2 separate regions of the Cricetulus griseus genome follow, and region 1 is linked to region 2. A link is a contact called in public Micro-C data. All regions are on one chromosome and are shown on one strand. The core of a region is the stretch at or near the end of the contact, and the rest is flanking DNA. Distances in the headings are between cores, read along the strand shown. Region 1 has its middle 160 kb from the start of Nrip1. Region 2 has its middle 130 kb from the start of Usp25.

Region 1 (3,166 bases), core at 359-2,858, 600 kb after region 2:
ACTGCCCTCCAATAGGCTTTAGGTGACAGGCAGTGTCTGGACTTAGGAAGCAGTGTAGCTGACTCTGAATGGACATGGGACTTTGGAGCCTTCTGGATAACATAGTTGCTTACCTTCTTGTTATCAGCCTGAAAAACTTATTCAAGTGACACATTTTCAGTCCCCTGACTGTCTCATGACCAACTGGAAGGTCTTAGGCAAAGCTCAATCCAGGAAGATTGTCATAAAATTGTTGACTGGACTCTGCCTCAGGAAAAGCGGAGCGTGTCCTGGCTTACGTTCATACCGCTGACTCTGAGTAGTCAAGGCTTTTCTTTGCCTTTTTATTGTCGCCTCTGCGGTCCTAGGAATGCACACACGGTAGGGAAACGTTCCATTACTCAGGTGTATCCCTAGCCTGAAGGATTAGTGGATTATGAAAAATAGCAATGTTCTGGAGCTCACGTAGAGATCCCCGTGTAGCAGATCCATTCTTGGTCTTACAGAGAGGCTGTGGAATGGAGGAACCATGGACTTTTTAAGGGTCAGTGATGGCAAGAATGAGGAAGGGTTTTTTACGTGGGAGAGAGACTCAACAAAGGCTAAGTCAACGCTAACATGCTTGCATGTCTCTCCTGTATTTCCACATGCCCAAGCTTGCCAGGCAAAAGACCCTGGAGTCCACTGAAGATGAGTGTTTTTTATCTGCTGTGATGTGACTGTCACTCTTTCAAGACATCTGCTCTGTTTCACTAATCACAATTTCATTTGAAAATACTAGTGCTTTCATTTTAATAGTAGGCTTTTGAGTATTTGGTTGAAGCTAAGATTTCTTTGTTAGACGAAAGAAAGAGTATTGTAAGATATAAAGCAATAAAATATTTGTTTTATGTAAAGAAAGGAATACTCAATTATTTTATTTACATTCCTGTACAGCTTGGGTCAGGCTGCCCCGTGAAGTTTTGTTTTCTAAAGGGTAAGTCTCCACAATGACCTCATCCCAGAGTCAAGTTACAGCAGAAATAAATTAAGTCAAGATTTTCTTTTACTATGCATAATTATTCTCAGTTTTATAGAATAAGACAAAAGATACGAAGTCTAAAGAATTTTGGACAAAAGTGACTTATTATCTAATTTAAAACGTTCATTTTTTTTTGAGATAATCAAGAAACGTTCCCTCCTCAGGTTAAAATGAAAATAGTAAACCAATCAGTTATATAATTTTAGATGCCACTTTATCAAAAATGTGGATCGTTAAATGACTGAAATATTTTCTTAACGATCCAAGAGAGTCAAGGCAGAGGAACACCTTTAAGAATTTATGTTTGTATAGTGCATTTATTTCAACTAAAGAGAAATGGGAGAAATCTGAAATAATTTTGGAAAGTTAAGCTGTGTTTTAAATATAGATAAAATAAAGGGATTTTTATGCCTTTTATTTTAAAGGCACAAGTAGGGCAGAAATAGGAGTGACCAGCAGGGGGCTTTTTAGGCTGCTGTTTACCTTTCAATGAACCAAACTGAAAGTTGACTTTACTCTTATTTCTGTAAGCAAATAGCAGTGGGGAAGCCAGTGCTACAGCGACCTTGCTGGTCCAAACAGTGTAGTTCTCCTCTGTTTAGTTATTTACTCTCTTCTTTTCCATCCCCGTTGTCTCTTCCAAGACCTGGTAGGTGTGACCTCTGCTGGACTGAGTTAGCACTCACATTCTGTCCTCACAATTCCACCCTTGAAAACTTCCTGAGGAGGAGTTTAATAACGGTTTTCACATAAGACATAGATTGAAAATTAGTTCGGAGCAAAAGGAACAGTGAATTTTATTTATGTGAATTTTGGGACAGTTACAGAAATTGGCTTTATCTGAACCATGCATTTGGGAGGGACTTTTTGCATCTGTGAGGAGTAGAAAGAGGGTTTGAGAATGGCATCCTTCTTGACTCATTTCATTCATTTATGTTACAGTTGCTGTTGTTTTGAGGCCAGGGCTTGATGTGAAGCTTAGGTTGGCCTTGAACTCCTGATCTTCCTGTCTCAGGCTATTCAGGTATGAGAGACACATAGTCTGGTTTTAATGTAACATTTGGAAAGAATGTGCTTTCTCAGTAATTTGGAAGTGTGTAAAGGCCTCCACTCTGGTGAAGCCATCTATTAAATTGTCATTGATTCTGTAATACAGTTCCCAATTATCTTTCCGTACATTCAAAAAATTCACTTGCTGTTTTTTTCTTTCTTTCTGGATCTATCGTATAAATGTAGGCACAATGTCTTTTAAATGAGGCAGAGCAATCCACAGAGAGTGAATACAACCTAGACATTTTGTGTTAACTGAGTGAAATCTCAAGAGAAGTTGAAGCTGACCTCATCTGATTTTTCAAATAAGAATTAAGTCTTGACAGAGACAGCCAGCAATATTTCTAAAATTAGCTTAGATGTTCCAAGTAATTCAAAAGTCAGGAATTCTCAGTTTAATGTGCAAGGCACAAAATTATTTTATGATTTTGTTTTAACTTAGAGAAAATGAAACTTAGATTGTTGAAATAAGGCAGATAGTCGAGAACAGCTTGCCTTAGGGTCACACTTACCAAACTGTGACACATGGCATTGGGACAGGGGTTATTATGACCAGAGGATGAGCTTGTGGCTTTTTTCATATGGTGGTAATTGATGTGTAAATTGGTATTGATAGCTACTGATTTAACTGACAAATAATTGTGTGCCTCCTTACACAGGACCTTGTTGTAAAGTAAAATTTAGAATTCAAATGGCCTATGACCAAATACATTCACTGAGATCCTCACCCCAGGGTGATGTAGAAATTCAGGCTGTTGTTGGGTGACTAGGAAACAAAGATAGAACCAACATAAATGTGACTAGTGCCATGGTGAAAGAGACCGCAGAAAGACCCCTTCATACTTTGTACCCTGTGAATACACAGCAAGAGGATGCCATATGAGTCAGTAGGCTGGGAGCTGAGGAGGTAGCTAACTCAATCAGCACTTGCTGTGTACAGTGTGAGTACCCTAGTTTGATTCCCTGCACCCACGTGGCTGACTGTGCTAGTTCATGCTTATAATCTCAGGTTGGAGAGGTAGAGACAGACAGCTCAGGTTGGAGAGGTAGAGACAGGCAGCTCAGGTTGGAGAGGTAGAGACAGGCAGCTCTATGGGGCTTACTGGTCAACCAGAC
Region 2 (3,145 bases), core at 20-2,519:
GGAAGGCTGCATCTCAAGGATAGTGGCTTCCTTAATGAAAAACAAAAACACCCATGCTTTAGGAAAGGAAAACTTGTGCTTTTTTTGTCCCTGATTTTTCCTTTTCTGCCTTCTTATTCATTCAATGTGAACTGGAGAAACACGAGAATTCCAGAAAAACATAATACGTGGTAGCACAGAAACATTTTGTTCTGTAGACTGCCCAGGGACCAGTAGTTTGCAGTGGAACATGATCCACCATTGTGTTGCCTAGTTGTATTGAAAGGCAGTACATGTTGCAACATTTTGATTTGCAAACGATTCATCACCATAGCGCCCAAACAATGCCCCATAAGCAATGGCTGCGGTGTTTAGATAAGTGATAATTCTCATTCATGACGCTTAGTTGCTTTCTTTCTAGGGTACTTGGAATAGCTCAGTTGCTTCACAAAGGCCCCGAGAGCACAAGCAAATTTTATTTTCCACTTTGTAATGTCACTTGGGGCACTTACCCTAGGATTCAGGGCTCTTCCCCACTTGTAAAGCCTTCCATTTGGTCATGGGGTCAGATGCACATGCTCACGTTTAACCGGGCAAGAGTCCCCAGATAGACACCTTAGCTACTTTGGAAAAATGTCTACAGTGGAGTCACTGGTCAAATTGTTACTGAAACATAGACAGACTTTTATTTATCCAATTAAATCTCTGGCATCATTTTTTTAAAAAAAATATGGATAATTGCAGGTTGCTAGTATTCTCCCTTTAATTGGTTTTGATTATGCACAATGGTTTTCTGATCTCTCCAGCTGCTTCATTAGAATTAAAGAGAGGAAAAAATGACCCCATGACCCTCCTCTCTCAGCCTAATGAGAGAGACATCCGAAAACCAGAAATGCAAATGTATGTTTCTTGACTCTTTCCCTTTTAACACAAACATAATGCTAACTGGCTCTTTCTACACCAGCTCCTACTGCTTAGACTTCCGCATGGGATGCTGTGTGTGGATCTGGCTGTGGCGGGGAGGAACCTGCATCGTCCGAACGCTGTGTGGATAGATGAGAAATGAGCTGAGCTAACAAGAAATCATTAATGATAATCAGAAAGATCTTGATAGATCAGTGGTTAGACTCTAACAAGTCTCTAAGGCTTCATAAAACGCCCCGACTGCTGCCAGCGTAGGAACGAGATGTCTTGGATGGGAGCCACCGTGTCATATTTCCCTGTGTCTTTTACTGTTACAGATCATCCCTCTCTCCTCCCAGATCATCAGCTCTCAAGAATTAAAAGGCCTCCCTCCACAGACTTGTCTCTTCTGAGGGCGGCAAAACAGAAACCAACTCCAGCCACTAGAGGACTCTCTCCTCTTTGGAAAAAGAAAACAAAAATCTGAAAAGCCACACTCAAGCATGAGATTGGAATGACAAAGGAAACAGTCAAGCTGGATATATAAAATAAACTCGTGTGATTTTTCAAAGGTGTGCCAGTGTCTGTGGAGAGGACTTTGCTCCTGTGGCGATAGATTGCTAAGGTCATGGAAGAGGCCGACGCAAATGTCTGCAGCTTCGCAAATGCACTTTGAACTAACTACTCCAGTGGTCTTCCATGGGAGTTCAAAGGAAGAAGGCTAAAGGCAGACGGGAAGACGGGGCAGGTCTCCAAGGCTGATGGCCACAAGTTCCTAGTGAACTGAACCCTTATATTTGAAGAACTTCCTATTTTGTCATTTCACTCCCTTCGCAGATTAGAACAGAAGGAATGATGCAATTGTGTGTTTAACAGTTCATATAAGTTAAAGATAGTGTGTAGATGAGCATATGTATAGCTACATTCTGTGTTATGCTACGTATCAAGCTTAGTAAGAAAATGAAGATACCCCCAACCCTAAAACGGACACGCCTAAAATGCATTGACCTGTGTATACCTTTTTTGTTTGTTTTGAAACAGGGTCTCCCTGTGTAGCTCTGGCTTCCCTGGAACTTACTATGTAGACCAGGCTGGCCTCAAACTCACAGAGATCTGCCTCCATGTTGCCTTCCAAGTGCTTAGGATTAAAGGCATGCACCAGCATGGTGCTGGACCTGTGTACTTGTTAGTGGGAAGTCTGGTGAAGGAGTAGATCTGGGAAAAGAGGAGAGAGTAGGCCATAAGAAGAGCATGGTGGTTTAGAGGCAGCGACCTGGGGAAGTTTAGCAAACGTGTTCTTTATAAGCCTTTTCTGTGGCCTGGTAGTTTTGAAGATCAGCGTATTTCTTCTGGCTGTAGGAAGGGTGCCTCTTGCAGGGTGATCCTATCACCTGCTTGAGGGGAAAGTCAGACACTCTTTCCCCAGCTTAACATCCTAGCTCAGGGAGAAGGACAGAGGAAGGCCCTGAGTGGGACCTTGCTGCTTTTACCATTTTCTGAAAATAATTTGGCTTAAAATATTTTGAGGATAACATGCCTACACTCCATCTGGAGTAATAATACCTGCTTTATAAATGGTGAGAATTGGGAGCCGGGCCATGGTGGCGCACGCCTTTAATCCCAGCACTCAGAAGGCAGAGGCAGTCAGATCTCTGTGAGTTTGAGACCAGCCTGGTGTACAAGAGCTAGTTCCAGGACAGCCTCCAAAGCCACAGAGAAACCCTGTCTCGGAAAACCAAACCAAATCAAAACAAAACATAAATGGTGAGAATTGAAAGATGGTATATGTGTCTACATACTTATATGCATGTAATATGCATACAGTGTATATGTGTGCATGTATGAATATGTACACTATCATTCCCTTCTCAAACGTTGTAGAGCAGATATTTTTGTTCTCAGTGTATACATGTAGACTCATATTTGAAGAAGTGAAGTCATAGCCTCAATTAAGTAGAAAAACCAGGATTTTAAAGTCAGTCATTTTATTGTACCATCTTTCATGCTTAAATTCTGGTAGAAACAATCAGAATTTTACAAGAAGGCTTTCTTTTGTAAATTCCATTGTGCTAAGAAATGTAACATCACAAAATATATTCATGCCATATAAACTTTTGAAAACCGGACTCAAGGAAGTTCAGAGAAAAATATAACAATTCTATATAGAGAAATTTAAAAGGCAATGTGACTGGAAAAGCTCTCAGAAGAATAAAAAGTGAAAGTTTGGCAAAATGATAAAAAGTAGCTTGGCAAATGTCCTTGG

The links. Hi-C and Micro-C count contacts between places; a contact is called where the count stands out from the background.
Region 1: a contact with region 2 is called in a Micro-C map of the CHO-K1 cell line, with 7 times the contacts expected there. The contact joins two enhancer-like sites. A contact is called at or near these places in 4 of 8 Hi-C or Micro-C datasets (the CHO-K1 cell line, fibroblasts and liver).

The regions. Positions count from the first base shown.
Region 1 is chr4:18,995,308-18,998,473 of CriGri-PICRH-1.0, forward strand. No RefSeq gene overlaps it. Among named protein-coding and RNA genes, the nearest start is that of Nrip1, 160 kb to the left of the region's middle. Within about 2 kb of position 1,609, at least 3 of the 6 cell types and tissues checked have open chromatin away from gene starts, as enhancers often do. A contact at or near this core is called in the CHO-K1 cell line, where this site is marked.
Region 2 is chr4:18,391,977-18,395,121 of CriGri-PICRH-1.0, forward strand. No RefSeq gene overlaps it. Among named protein-coding and RNA genes, the nearest start is that of Usp25, 130 kb to the left of the region's middle. Within about 2 kb of position 1,270, at least 2 of the 6 cell types and tissues checked have open chromatin away from gene starts, as enhancers often do. A contact at or near this core is called in the CHO-K1 cell line, where this site is marked.